4 separate regions of the Mus musculus genome follow, and all the other regions are linked to region 4. A link is a contact called in public HiChIP or PLAC-seq data. All regions are on one chromosome and are shown on one strand. Each heading gives the region's core, a stretch centred on a gene start, on an enhancer-like site or on the middle of the called end of the contact. The rest is flanking DNA. Distances are from core to core; before and after follow the strand shown. Region 1 holds the start of Prkab1 (protein kinase, AMP-activated, beta 1 non-catalytic subunit). Region 2 holds the start of Dynll1 (dynein light chain LC8-type 1). Region 3 holds the start of Acads (acyl-Coenzyme A dehydrogenase, short chain). Region 4 holds the start of Gcn1 (GCN1 activator of EIF2AK4).

Region 1 (3,325 bases), core at 91-2,590, 460 kb after region 4:
GGGATCAAAGTGCTGTGCCACCACTCCCTGGCAAAAGCAGGCTCTTTTAAAGTCAGACCCAAAATTAAGATCTGGAGAATAGTAATGTGGGTTATGTAGCCCAGTTAGGGGGTGGGGGTGGGGGAGTGAAAGCGGAGTGAGCTGGCCAGGCAATTAGCCTGTTTAAGTAATGGGGATTAGTTGGCAACCCGGCAAGTAACAGAGACCAGGCTGGTGAGCGCCAACGTTCCTGAATGTAGTTTATTCTGAGCAATTAGCTTCTTTCCTCCTAGAATCACCAAATGCCCTTGGACTGGGGCCCTGTAGCCGGAAGCACTGGCCACCTCACTGTGGTTTTAAGAGAATGTGGCTCAGGCAGGAACTTTCAGCTTGGCCTGCAAAAATCTGTTTGCTCTGGTCTGCTTAAAGTCCAAGGCATTATTTCAGTAACGTGGGAGAGAAGTGGGGGTAATTAGCTGCTGGCTGGCGTTCAGAGTGACTCTCGGTCACTGACCTCCTCCAGTGGAATTGCCGGATCTAAAATAAAGTGAGCAGGGTGGACTGAAACTGTCAGAACCAAACACCTCTGGCAGTCAGCTAGTCAACTTCATTTCCAGCTTAACGTATGTGCTCCCGTTTTACCGCCAAAAAGAACACTAGAACTCCCAACCCAACTTTTGCAAAAGCCGGTCGGCCTGAAGTGTCTCCAAGCCGCGCAATCAATTACACCGAAGAGAAAAGTCGACACGGGTGCTCAATTACAGTTTAGCTCGACTCTTAATTAATTAAGGATCTCAAACGCGGTCCCTGAGCTGCTTTCTCCTTAATGATGTTCAACCAAGCCCAGGGTGACTCTCCTCCCATCGGTAATTAGGCACAAGTCCCAGAACGGCAAAGAGGGCTATGACAGAGCCACCTCCCCCGCCCCCCCCCAAGGTGTGACGCTGGGAATGTGGCGGGAACTACAGCAAAGGGGGACCCTCCCCGTGAGTCAAGAGGGCTCCGACGCCCCTCCACTCAGCACCTTGATCTCTTCGGAGTGGAAGATGTCGGCGTCTTCAGGGCTGTCCATGAGGATCTTGGGCCTGTCCCCATCCTTGGCGCCCCCGGAGCTGTCCCTCCGCGGCGTCTTGTGGCCCGCCTGCCGCTCCAGCGCGGCGCGCTCGCTGCTCGTGTTGCCCATGGCTGGGAATCTGCAGGGACACAAGGAAGCCGGAAAGGCCGGGTCGGACCCCCGGGGATCGCGAGTCACGCCCTCTCGGATCGCGCGCTCGCTCGCCCGCCGAGCTCCGCTTTACCTGGCTCGGGCGACCGCGACTGGAACTCCGAACAGAGCCGGAGCGTAACCTGACACTCCTCCCGCAACTCCCCTCCACCCCTTAGCCACTTCCGCTTCCGGCCGGGCCCAGCGAAGGAAGGAAGGAAGGGTGGTCACTGGGGATGGAGCGCTCTCGGAGTTAGGGTGACATCAGTTCCGTTTCCGCCTCTTCCCTGCTGCTCAGCGCGAAGCGGTCGCGGGTGGTTCGGGGCTGCCACCAGATCGAGCTTCGTAGCGGCCAGCGGGAGGCGCGAGCGAGCGAGAATGCCAGAATGCCATGGATGGCGCCGACCACCTCACTCCAAGTTGGTTACTCTCCAGTAACTCGAATTACGAAACGCGAAACCCACGGCGGCTTGGAGCAAGCGCTTGCTCTTGCAGAGTACCCGGGTTCGGGTCCTGGCGCTTCCATGGTGGCTCACAACTGTTTGCAGTTTAAGTTCCAGGGGATCCCGGCGCCCAAGGCGGTGCACACATATACGGGAGGGCAGAGCATTCATACACATAATCGTAAAAACAAAACAAAACAAACAAGAAGAAGAAAAGGGAAAAAAAGAGAAAGCGCCGGGCATTGGTGGCGCACGCCTTTAATCCCAGCACTTGGGAGGCAGAGGCAGAGGATTTCTGAGTTCGAGGCCAGCGTGTTCTACAGAGTGAGTTCCAGGACAGCCAGGGCTATACAGAGAAACCCTGTCTCGAAAAAACCAAAACCAAACAAAAAACAAAACAAAACAAAAGAACCTCACGTTTAAGTCTCTCCCGTAGATGCACTGGCTCTCACAATTGAATGTATTAGGACAACCTAGGGCTCCTTCAAAAGGAAGGCCTCTCCAGAGTGGCCAAATCGTAATTTCTGTCTGTAGACTAAGGATGGAGGATGCTGACCATCTTCCAGGTGTTTGAGAAAACTTAAAGACCTAAGATTTCTGGGAAATTGACGTTCTCAGTTGGGTTCTGTTGTTTGTTTCAAGTTGAGTGCCTATTGATAAGTCTTTTTGCAAGAGCCTTGGGGCTACATTGGCCACATTATGTGTAAAATGTATCAGGGCTTAGTGTTTCAGCAGAGGTACAGACTGCTGTAATAAAACGATCTCAGCTTCACAGTCAGCCTTTAAAGAAACAACAACAACATTGTCTTGTGGGGTTTGTTTGTTTGCTTTGCATTGGATTTTCTAGGTCATGTCTTACATTTACCCATACATATGTTTTGGTTTTTTTGTTATTCTGTTTTTGTGTGTGTTTTTTGAGACATGGTTTCTGTGTGTAACAGCTCTGGCTGTCCTGGAACTTACTTTGTAGACCAAGCTAGCCTTGAATTCATAGAGATCCACCTTCCTCTTCCTCCCACTCAAGTGTTGGGATTAATGGTGTGTACCACCCTGCCCAGTGAACATCTATATTTTAAATTATCTGCAATGTGACACATTTTTGTTAAGGGAACCAGGGACCCCGATGTCTGACATGTGGTCTTCTAGAGGGACTTTAACAGTATCTATCTACAAGGAAACTTAAAAATTTATGGACAATTTCTAGTGGATTTCAATAAAAATTCACACATGAAAATGATATACGAGCATGCTTTCCTGAAGCATTGATTCTAACCACTATACTAATGCTAAGACGCATGTTTTAAAATATTTTATCGCCAGCATTGTGTGAGTGAGCATGAAGAGACGTTCTAACATTCCACATTCTAAAGCCAAGCCTCAGCCTGGCTCTGCAGTCAGCCCGACTGAGTTCAGATTCCAAATTTACCATTTAAGAAGTTCCATCATGGGGTCTATTGGGAAATGGCCCCTAAATAGCTATCTTAGAGGCCTGCTTTGTGACTCACTTTATAACAGTGCGAGAGTAGTGTGGTTACCGCTTGACTCTAGAATGCAACTCAATGGGTGTGGCTTTTTTTTTTTTTTTAATCAGCACCGTCCTTTTTGAAGATGGAAAGTTCTGGAAGGATGCATAGCAAACCCCATAGATTGTGAGAACGAAAAAGGAATAAACAGAAGAGAGAGTTTTGCTTCTTAGCTT
Region 2 (3,219 bases), core at 361-2,860, 260 kb before region 4:
ACCCCAAATCAGGAAGACAACCACCACCCCCCCCCCCAAAGACCAAAGGACAAAGTCTCAATTACCACATAAATCAAGCCAGGCTGAAAAATGCAACAGAACCTGACAGTTAAATGCCAGGACTTTATCTTTTAAAATCGCTCTCCTCCACATCTACCCAGTCTTAAAAATTAGCAAGTTAGAGAGCATCTGCTACCTGATTCTCCCATCCCATGGACATTAAAACTAGCAATGTGTTCATTTCTTCACTAGTTGGATAGAACCAGGGCCAGAGATGATGTAAAATTCTTTAGGGCTCCTACTATCTTATCGGGCAATCGGTATGAAAACCTCATTTATTAAGCAGAATGTCTCTCTTACAATCCAGACGCACATACTGCTGCATTTGTCAAAAAAAGATATTCAAGCCGGGCGTGGTCTCGCACGCCTTTAGTCCCAGCACTTGGGAGGCAGAGGCAGGCGGATTTCTGAGTTCGAGGCCAGCCTGGTCTACAAAGTGAGTTCCAGGACAGCCAGGGCTACACAGAGAAACCAAAAAAAAAAAAAAAGTATTCATTTTTGTTCCATGTGAGTCTTTCATCCTCCCGTTCTCCACTGGAACCCTCCCACGGCTTCGGCTTCCAGTTTCCTTCCAGCAAACATAGCTTGAGAAGTTGGCAGTCTTGCGCCAGCTTTCTACAAAACTGCCATTTACCAAGCCTCCACCCAAGCCCCCCAAACCACCACTGCCACCCACTTTCCCTGAACTGTCGACTAACTCCCGACTAGAAGGCTGGCAAGATCTCCTCCTAGCCCGGCTGGAAACACCCACGCAGGCAGGCGCAACCCCCCCCCCTCCCGGAACACCCAGATGGATCCTCGGCGCAGGAATTCTACAGCAGGGGGAACTGCTCGCAACTCCCTGATCTTGGAAACCGTTGCTAGGTGGCGCTTTCCCCCAAGGAGCTGGGGGTTTAAAAAAAAAAAAAAAACTTCTGGCGTTGAGGGTCTGGTCTTCCCCAGAGGAACGCGAAACCCTTGCGTCCTTTCTAGAACTATCCATCCCGAGCCGCCCTGAGTGCTACAGGGAAACTGCCAGGCGCCCAGAGGACGCAGAATCGGGGAGTAGGAACTACGCGGCGCCGGGTCCTCACCTTCTTGATATGGGCCGCAATATCCTTCTCGATGTTGTACTTCTCCAACGCCTGGGTAGCGCACTCCACCGAGTCCTGTTGCATCTCTTCCGACATGTCTGCATTTTTGATCACCGCCTTCCGGTCGCACATGGTTACCTGTGTGGTGACGAAGCGCAGGGAAGAGGGAGAGGGGTCGGGTGCGGGCCGCGCTCGCTGCCCTCCCGACCGGCGCCCCCCTTGAGGACGACGCCCCCACCCGCTTCCGAGGGGCAGCTCCCGAGGTCCGCACCGCAGGCCCGAGGTAGGGGGGACGGGGAGGACCCGAGCCCGGTCTCACCGTGGAGCAGAGGCCAGCCGGCTGCTGCGAGCTCCTAGGGAAGGTGCGGGCGCCGCTCAAGCAGCAGAAGACAGCCGGTCGCTACCGAAGCCGTGGCGCATCTAAGCTGCCCCACGCCAGCCGCCGCCGCCTAATCCCTAGGCCCCGCCCTGCGCCCGCGGCCCCGCCCCCGGCCCGCGTCGCTATTGGCCATCCGCTACCGCCAGCCTCTCCCGATTGGCTAGCGGATTCAATGGTTCCCTCAGGATCTTTCCCCCGCGTTTTGTTGCAGACCACAATGCACCGCGCACAGCGTCGGTTGCCCGGGCGATGCGCGGCACGCGTGCGGAGGCCCACACACCCTGAAGGCGGAGCCCCGGGTCGAGTGGCTGGCTCCCGGACCACCCAGCAGTCTGGAAGGAGGTGAGGGCGGGCATTTTCCTCTCGGGGGCCCCACTGAGGTTAGCGCAGGGTGTGTTCTGGAATCGCAGGTTCTAGAAGGCTGGGAGCTGCCGCCCCAGGTGCCGCCCATTTCCACCATCTCCCCCCACCCACCCGGGGTCCGCACGATTTATGGCCTTTGACAGGTGGCCTCGAGCTTAGCAAGGGTGAGCCATCGATGCAGTTGCACTCAGGGTCTCGTAGGGCTTGGTTCGAAGCTCTGCTGTCACATTCCTGAAGTTTGTAAGTAAGTGCGTGTGTCTGAGGAGGCCCTGGGCTTGAGAGGCAAGTTCTACGTTCTGCCACTGAACCCTGTTTTCTTTCTTTTTCGTTTTTTCTGCCCGTGTCCTCCCCACCCTACCTTAGCATCGTCTCCCTAAGTAGCCCCAGGATGATCTAAAGTTCGCATTTCTTCTTGGCGCCTCCCCCATGCGCCATCACACCGGGTTAAATTCCGAATTTTATAACATGACACTACATGCTTATTTCGTACTGTAGCCCCTGTGTAGCTGGTACTGCCCTAGGAGACCGTATACATACTGATAGCCTAATGATTGAAGGAGAAATTCGGGAAAGGGATCGCGTATCCAGGAGGTAGAGCCTGTCTGCCAGGCAGTGGGGACCTCAAGATCTGGAATGTGGGTGGATGCCCAGTGTGTACAGGTGAGGCTGCTTCCTCGGATAGAATGTCCATTTGGGCAAAGTTTCTTGGCTGAGGATTTATTTATACAAAGGAAGACGTATCTTAAGAAAGTGATCCTAAGATGTGTCTCCTCTGGCATTTATGACTAATCGTACCCACATAATAAATAAATAAATAAAAATAACAAAATACTGGGCTACCCCTCAGTCAGTAGAGCATTTGCTTGGTATGAGTGAGGCCAGAGGCTGCATATTTGATCCCCAGGAGGCTCCAGGAGGGAGTCAGAACACTGGAAGACAGGAACAGAAGGATCAGAAATTCAAGTCCAGCTTTGGATAGATGGCGCCAAGGCTAGCCTGGGCTACATGAGATCCTGTGTAAACTGCCCTCCCCCCCAAAAAAATAAATGAAATAAAACGAGTCAGCAGCAGTGAGTGGGTGCTTGACCTCTGCTCAGCACCGTACCACTCACAACAGCTGTGTCTGAGAGGATCTTCTTTTTCTTGCTCTCTTTAAAAAAAAAAAAAAAAAAAAAAAAAGCTGGGCGTGGTGGCACACGCCTTTAATCCCAGCACTTGGGAGGCAGAGGCAGACGGATTTCTGAGTTCGAGGCCAGCCTGGTCTACAAAGTGAGTTCCAGGACAGCCAGGGCTACACAGAGAAGCCCTGTCTTGAAAAACCAAAAAAAAAAAAAAAAAAAAAAA
Region 3 (3,623 bases), core at 706-3,205, 450 kb before region 4:
AGTTAATAAATGCATCTTCTTAAAAAGTTGGCACATCTTGGCTAGGGGCCAGATGCTGAACATTCAGAGTATGTTCTGAGCTTCCTACCAGAGGTCGTGGCGCCCCTGGCTGCCGCCTCTGGACACTGTGAGCCACTCTGAGCCACACACTCACAGTGAGGCTGCTGCACTCACCTGAGCTGTGGGGAAGAGATGCTCCCTGTCCAGCTGGGCCGCAATGGGGACCAACTCCTTCTCGGCAAAGTCACGGCATGTCTGACGCAACATCTGGTGTGTCTCAGGCAGCTCCACAGACTGGTAAACAGTGTGTAACCGTCGCCAGTCCCGAACACCGAGAGCTATCAGAGGATGATCCGAGTTAGGGAAGGACAGTGTGAAAGATCTTAAGACTCCTTTCTCTTTATGTGTCTGTGAGTCTGTGTTTATGTATGTACACATGCATGCAGGTACCCACAGAGGCCAGAGGAGGGCGTCAGATCCCCTGGACCTTACAGGGGATTAGGAGCTGCCCAACATGGGCGCTGGGATCTGAACTCAGATCTTCTGTAAGAAGAACAAACGCTGAGGTAGCCTGGAGTTCAGGCTAGCCTATGCAATAAGTCAAGATTTCATTCATCCCAGGGTCTGGAGGAATGGTTCAGCAGTTAAGAGCACTTGTTGCTCTTTCAGAGGAACCAGGCTACAGAGTGGCTAATTGTCTGTAATGAAAGGTCCAGAGGATCCAACACACTCTTCTGGCCTCTGTGGGACACGGCACACTTATGCAGGCACACATGCAGGCAAAGCACTCATACAAATAAAAATAAAAATAAACTTTTAAGAAAAAAAAAGAGCACCACTCCACCCCCCCACCCCCCACCCCCCCACCCCTGTCTCAATAGAAAAAAAAAAAAATGTATTGATACAATGTCAACAGAGTGTTACAGAAAAGCCCAGGCTAACTGAATGCTTAACTGCTCGCTAAACACTTCCTCCATATAATCCCATTTACAACACCTCGGAAATGGATTTTAAGTTTCACTGGGTCTGGGGTCTGGGAGTTCTATAAAATGTGGACAAGAACAGAACTCAGCTCCCGGCAGTGGAAAGATTAAAGAAGTACTTAATGGCTTATTTAACACTGATCTAATTGTTAATGTGACTCTGGATTAGCCAAAGGAAGCGGTGGCCATAGTGTCAGGGCTGCTGCACAGGAGAGGAAACACTATTAAAAATAAGTATGCCGGGCGTGGTGGCTCACGCCTTTAATCCCAGCACTCAGGAGGCAGAGGCAGGCGGATTTCTGGCTGGTCTACAAAGTGAGTTCCAGGACAGCCAAGGCTATACAGAGAAACCCTGTCTCGAAAAACAAAACAAAAACAAACAAACAAAAAAGTAAATGCTAACGTTAAGAAAACACGTTAGATGCCAACCACGATGCATCCTGTGATTTAATAGAGCTCTGAGGATGGAAACAGTTGACACTTGGACCACTTGATGCAGAGAGGTTGAGAGTTATGTCCAAGGTCATAGGTCGGAGTTAAATGCCAAGCCCCTCCCCCCACCCCCCGCCATGAAGGACCAACTCACCCAGAACCTCAGCTAGGACTGAAATGGCGTAAGGGGTGTGGATAGGGCCGCATAAGGGGAGCTGGCGATGAGGGACCCGCGGGAAAAGCGCCGAGCAGGAGCCCGGATCCCTCAGAGTCTGGGCCTTGCACCGGCCAGAGGCTACCAAACTAGGACAAAGGCCACGCGCAGCCACTGGGTGCTGCCCACTCGTCTGCCCGGGGCCACAGCAGGACCGGCCGCCAGGATCTCCGCCCTGTGACCCGCCCTGGGGCTCCGCACTCACCTCTACGGAGAGGGCCACGGGCCCGGGCGAGCAAGGCGGCAGCCATGGGCACAGACCTCCAGGACCTCCTGCAGCAGCTCTGGAGTTCCGGACGGCAGGGGCAGGGCCTGGGCCACGCCCACACGGCTGCAGGGGCGGGGCCGGCGCCGAGCCCGGGCCACGCCCACCGGGCCGCAGGGGCAGGCCTGAGACAGGCTCACGACCTAGGGTCCGGGCCTCACCCAGGAAGTCAACTTAATTCCAGCGACTTCTGAGCCTGAGGCAGAATTGCAGGTTCTCCCTGTATTACGGAGTAAATTCAAGCCCAGCTTGGGCAACTTTGCAGTATCTTCAAAATGAAAGTTTAAAGAGGGCGTGAGGAGGTCCTCCCTGCCTAGCAGACATAAGGCGCTGGGTTCAGTTTTAGGGAGAGAAGAGAAGAGCTAGCACCTACTCCTGCCCACCCACTTCTGCATCCTGTCAGCTGTCAGCGTAATCCCTGGCTCCCTGACCATCTTTGCTCGGCCACACAAGGCAGGCAGCTTTTGCCCTCTTGCCTGGATTTCATGCTACCATTCCTAGCCCACAGTTTTACATCCAGCCTTTTATTTTACTTATTTATTTACTATTCATCTCTCACACTAGTCTGTGGATTCCAAAAGGGCTGGAAGGGGGCTGGTGAGATGGCTCAGTGGGTAAGAGCACCCGACTGCTCTTCCGAAGGTCCAGAGTTCAAATCCCAGCAACCACATGGTGGCTCACAACCATCCGTAATGAGATCTGACTCCCTCTTCTGGAGTGTATGAAGACAGCTACAGTGTATGTACATAAAATAATAAAATAAATCTTTAAAACAAAACAAAACAAAAAACAAAAAGCCTGGAAGGCTCAGTATCTAGCCCATTGCATGGGGATGCTGGGCAGGAAGATTCCCTCCAGCCCTCAGATGTGAATGTGAAACAGAGCTACTGTCTTCTGCACCTCGTGGGGGGGGGGGGGGCAGAGCCCTGCTGGGAGTAGGGGTACTGCCCATTAACTCCAAGGGTTGAGGGTTGAGTCCTAGCACCCTCAGAACAACTTCGCTCGGTCCCAGAGACTGTCAGTGTCATTAGCTCCCTGGTTTACATGCACCCTACATATCTGCTCACTGAACTTCACAGCCCACCACTACCTAGAAAACAATACACTGAAGAGAGGGTGGTAGTTTAGACTGCAAATGATCCCATCTGTCCATTTCTTCCCCCACCCCCAAAGTCTGGAACTGCCTTTAAAGGGGGGGGGGGGCTTTCAAATAACGTGCTGACTCTTTGCCCAATCCTCTGGTCATCCATCCGTCTTCCCTACCTGGTCACCAGACAGAACCGGATGGAAGACGAAAGAGAGACACTGGAGCCTGAGAGGTGGTGCAGAGGGTAGACTTCACATGTGAGCATGACCTGAGTTGGAACCCCAGCATCCATTTGACCTGGGTGCAGGATTCCATCCGATGGGGACTGCAAAGACAAGGATTCTGGGAGCTCACTGACATCCAGTCTAAAGGGGCTGGTGAGTTCCTGCTTCAGTAAGAAAAAACTGTCTCCAAAAACGAGACAGCTGCCAGGCTCTAATGGTGACATGACTTTAATCCTAGACCTGGAGGCAGAGGCGACTGGGTCTCTGTGAGTTCCAGGCCAGCCTGGTCTACAAAGTAAGTTCCAAAATAGCCAGGGCTACACAGAGAAATCATCTCTCAAAAAAACAAAAACAAAAAAAACCCAAAACAATAGATGACCAGGCCAGGTGGTCCACAGGGCCTGGCTAGCCTGGAACT
Region 4 (3,313 bases), core at 797-3,296:
AGTTCTTAGCAGGAAGAGTGTAGGTGGTAGAACTATGATCATGCTGACTGCCTTTTCTCCCTCAAGGTCAAGGCCTTCCTGGCTGATCCATCTGCATTTGCGGCTGCTGCCCCTGCAGCTGCTGCCACCACTGCTGCCCCTGCGGCTGCTGCAGCCCCTGCCAAAGCTGAAGCAAAGGAAGAGTCGGAGGAATCAGATGAGGATATGGGATTCGGTCTCTTCGACTAATCCCGCCAAAGCAACCAAGTCAGCCTGCTTAATTTGAGAAAGATGGAAATAAAGGCTTACTTCTCTTAAAACTCCGGTCTGGATTTATTTAGTTTGTTCACTTAAGCAGGATGAAAAAGCAAAACCGCTACTGTTTACTTTGTGTTGGCATCTTTGTTTCTAAAATTAAAGCTCCTAGTGTTTTTGTGGGCTTTGTTTGTTTTTTGAGACAGTCTCTTGACTTGGTGCCATAGCTAGTCTGGGACAAAGATTTTCCAGGTGTGAATTAAAGGTGTATGTCATCAAGCCCCAAGCCTGGCCTTTATATTCCTATGGTAGTCCATGTTGGATATATATCATATGTATACATAATATATATGTATACTAAGCTCAATGGTTAAGAGACCTATGAGCCATACCAAATCTATATGGTTTGGTATCTGGGTCTGCTTTCTGTATATCACTGGATGTCCAAGCCATTGTTCATAGGTAGCCTTACTGCTCCAAGGCAGAGTGATGCAGGTCCAGAGCCCTGTTGCTTAAGGCTGAGGCAGGGGTAGAAGGCTGGGTTTGAGCTAGGCGTGGTTTAAGGACTGAAGTCTGAGAGGGCCTGAGATGGTGATACTGAGCTATGGCAAGGAGTATCCAGGTGAGTGGTGATTGAACTCGGGCCTGATTGTGCCTTTTGAGATGAGGATTGGTGTAGAAGTTGATCTGCCTCAGCCTTCTGCCTGCAGTAATTGAGTCACTGCTGTGTGTTTAGTAATGAAGTTATACTTGTGTTTGTGTAGTTTAGATGTGTAGTTGAGTTTCCACGTGCTGGCTAAAGTTTTTTCTTGGTAGATTAAGTCTTGAATACAGGGGCAGTTAATAACTAGCCACTAAGGTGTGCATGTAGGGTTGCTTTGATGTACTAATCGGGGGTGCAAACTAGAATAACTTGCTATGTAAAAAGCTGCTGCAAGAGCTAAAATACTGCCTGTGCATCACAGGTAACTAGACAAAAAGTTACCCTAGAATTGCAACCTCTAACCCGATAGTAGTTTGATGTTGGTTCATATAGGCATTCAGTAAGTGTTAAGTCTGAAAAGCTGAGGATTTAAAAAATGGGCTCTAACAAGTAGGTGAATACTGTATCAAATGCAATGCCCTATTGCTATCATTAACCTTGTGACGTCACTATACATCTATGTGTGTGTATATATATATTTTTTTTTCTTCTCCCTCCCTCACCCCCCAGGGTTTCTCTGTGTAGCCCTGGCTGTCCTGGAACTCACTTTAGACCAGGCTGGCCTTAAATCCGCCTACCTCTGCCTTCCGAGTGCTGGGATTAAAGGCGTGCGACACCACGCCCGGCCCCCCATCTGTATAGTTGCCACTGCTGAGGGCCAAGAAGCCTGGAGACCGCATTCTCCAAGCACACTCTTGAGTTATAGTAAAAATTCAATAATTGTCCTAAGACATCGAACTCTTCCTCAACCCTGTCCCTAGCTGTCTGCAGTTGAGGCTCCCAGCAGGTCACGCAATTCCCGGGTCATCCCTGCATCCCTCCCGCGTACCTCACCATCACCTGTTCTAACCTCCAAGCCTCTTGGGCCTGAGACTAGTCTTTGGGTTCATTCCTGGGGCCTAGGAAACAGCACGATGGGGGGTGTCGGTGCTGGACCCGGGATCCCCCCAAGGATGCCAGAGCTGCAGGGCGCTGTCCGGGGGAGGCCGAATCGAGGAGATCCCGCGCCCAGGGGCTGCAGAGCACGACCTGCGGCCGCCCTCCCGCCCGGGGGCGCCAGGCCTCGCCTTGCCGCGTGGGCCCTGCTGTGACCCGGAAGCGCTCCGGAAGCGGTTCCGGACTGGGCGCCGGCAGGATGGCGGCGGACACGCAGGTGAGGCGGGCGGCTGCGGCGGCCAACGCGGCGGGCGGCGGGGACCGGACCCGGAGCGCGGGCAGTGGGGCGGCGGGATTGCCCGGGCGGAGGCTGCGGCGCCCACGGCCGCGGAGGGCGCAGACGGAAGCGGCGGCGCGGGGGAAGGGGGCGGCGGCTGCTCGCGGCTCGAGGCTCCGGCCGGCCTGGGCGAGCAGAGCGACCCTGGACTCGAGCATCTTGCCATCCGCTTGGCTTCGGGGTAGCGGGTGCCGTGCTGGGGCTGTGCGGGTCCCGGCGGTGGCAGAGCTTACACTCGGCGTCGGCTACGGTTCTCCGGAGCCCGCGGGGCGATGCAGAGGCCCCCCGACTCTGTGCCCACACTCGGAGCGTAGCCTTTTTATGTCCATACGGGTTCGGAGTTGAGCCTCCGCTCGTTGGTTTCGTCAAGGCGTTGGATCAATGACATCACCCCTCAGGGTCTCGGTCCTTTTAACATTTGGTGGTGGTGATAATACCGATATCCTATGTTATTTTATGGGAAGATGTATTGAGACAAAATAGTAGGGTCCCATGTGGGTTTGCTGGGTGTTAACTGGGTCCTGGGTGAGATCTCAAAATGTCTTCACCTGCGAAGAGTCGTGACACCGTTGTGCGTTCACACCTGTGGGTACCTTGCAGTTCAGGGAGGCGTTGAGGCTACCCCCTTCTCCATCTCAGCCTCTTTTGTAGCCTCGTGGAAGGATGAAATAATAAATAAGAAACATAATTTTTTTTTCTCTCCATGTCTCCATCCCACCCTCCCTTTTCAAAAATGTAGATCAAGGCCAGGTAGTGGTGGCGCGGTGGTGGCACGTCTCTAATCCCAGCACTTGGAAGGCAGAGGCAGGTGGATCTCTGAGTGCCAGTCCAGCCTGGTCTACAGAGGGAGTTCCAGGCAGACATGGGTACACACACACACACAAAACCCCTGTCTTGAGAAACAAACAAATTAAAAATATATATATATAGTGAGTTGGCTTTGAACTTGTAGCCATCTTGCCTGTGGCTTCTTAATGGGTGGGTGGGGGGCTTACCCTGCCTGGCAGGAACGTATTTAAAAAACAGTTTGAGTCTCTGGGGTGAGATTAATTGATTTTTATGTTTGATCCTCAAGGCCCGCCAAAGAGGAGCCATTTAACCTGATCATTAAAAAGATGCTTTGCAAGGGTCTTCAGTAAAAGGGTTTGGTAATTTGTTTAGAC

Evidence for each region. HiChIP or PLAC-seq counts read pairs in DNA pulled down with a chosen protein or histone mark.
Region 1: a FOXA1 HiChIP or PLAC-seq map of pancreatic cancer cells shows a contact between it and region 4. The contact joins the promoter of Prkab1 here to the promoter of Gcn1 in region 4. A contact is called at or near these places in 1 of 484 Hi-C or Micro-C datasets (erythroblasts), 4 of 115 datasets of contacts at active chromatin or transcription factors (embryonic stem cells, extraembryonic endoderm stem cells, memory CD8 T cells and 1 more) and 1 of 9 other capture datasets (adipose tissue).
Region 2: a contact with region 4 is called in an H3K4me3 HiChIP or PLAC-seq map of embryonic stem cells, with 7 times the contacts expected there. The contact joins the promoter of Dynll1 here to the promoter of Gcn1 in region 4. A contact is called at or near these places in 2 of 39 promoter capture datasets (cranial neural crest and embryonic stem cells), 1 of 484 Hi-C or Micro-C datasets (CD8 T cells), 5 of 115 datasets of contacts at active chromatin or transcription factors (bone marrow-derived macrophages, embryonic stem cells, memory CD8 T cells and 1 more) and 2 of 9 other capture datasets (adipose tissue and liver).
Region 3: a contact with region 4 is called in an H3K4me3 HiChIP or PLAC-seq map of embryonic midbrain, with 4 times the contacts expected there. The contact joins the promoter of Acads here to the promoter of Gcn1 in region 4. A contact is called at or near these places in 3 of 39 promoter capture datasets (liver and pre-B cells), 1 of 484 Hi-C or Micro-C datasets (B cells), 2 of 115 datasets of contacts at active chromatin or transcription factors (embryonic midbrain and pancreatic cancer cells) and 1 of 9 other capture datasets (adipose tissue).

What each region holds. Positions count from the first base shown.
Region 1 is chr5:116,023,088-116,026,412 of GRCm38.p6, forward strand. Prkab1 (protein kinase, AMP-activated, beta 1 non-catalytic subunit) reads right to left here and starts at 1,341. Exons shown (of 7, transcript NM_031869.2): 1 at 1,004-1,341. The coding sequence starts at 1,162. Gm13842 (predicted gene 13842) reads right to left here. Exons shown (of 2, transcript NR_165276.1): 2 at 3,324-3,325.
Region 2 is chr5:115,299,380-115,302,598 of GRCm38.p6, forward strand. Dynll1 (dynein light chain LC8-type 1) reads right to left here and starts at 1,611. Exons shown (of 3, transcript NM_019682.4): 1 at 1,453-1,611; 2 at 1,134-1,271. The coding sequence starts at 1,265. It overlaps Gm13830 (predicted gene 13830), which reads left to right and starts at 1,741. Exons shown (of 2, transcript NR_131932.1): 1 at 1,741-1,854.
Region 3 is chr5:115,117,391-115,121,013 of GRCm38.p6, forward strand. It overlaps Acads (acyl-Coenzyme A dehydrogenase, short chain), which reads right to left and starts at 1,956. Exons shown (of 10, transcript NM_007383.3): 1 at 1,835-1,956; 2 at 175-338. The coding sequence starts at 1,880.
Region 4 is chr5:115,563,217-115,566,529 of GRCm38.p6, forward strand. Gcn1 (GCN1 activator of EIF2AK4) reads left to right here and starts at 2,047. Exons shown (of 58, transcript NM_172719.2): 1 at 2,047-2,090. The coding sequence starts at 2,073. It overlaps Rplp0 (ribosomal protein, large, P0), which reads left to right. Exons shown (of 7, transcript NM_007475.5): 7 at 67-513. The coding sequence ends at 228.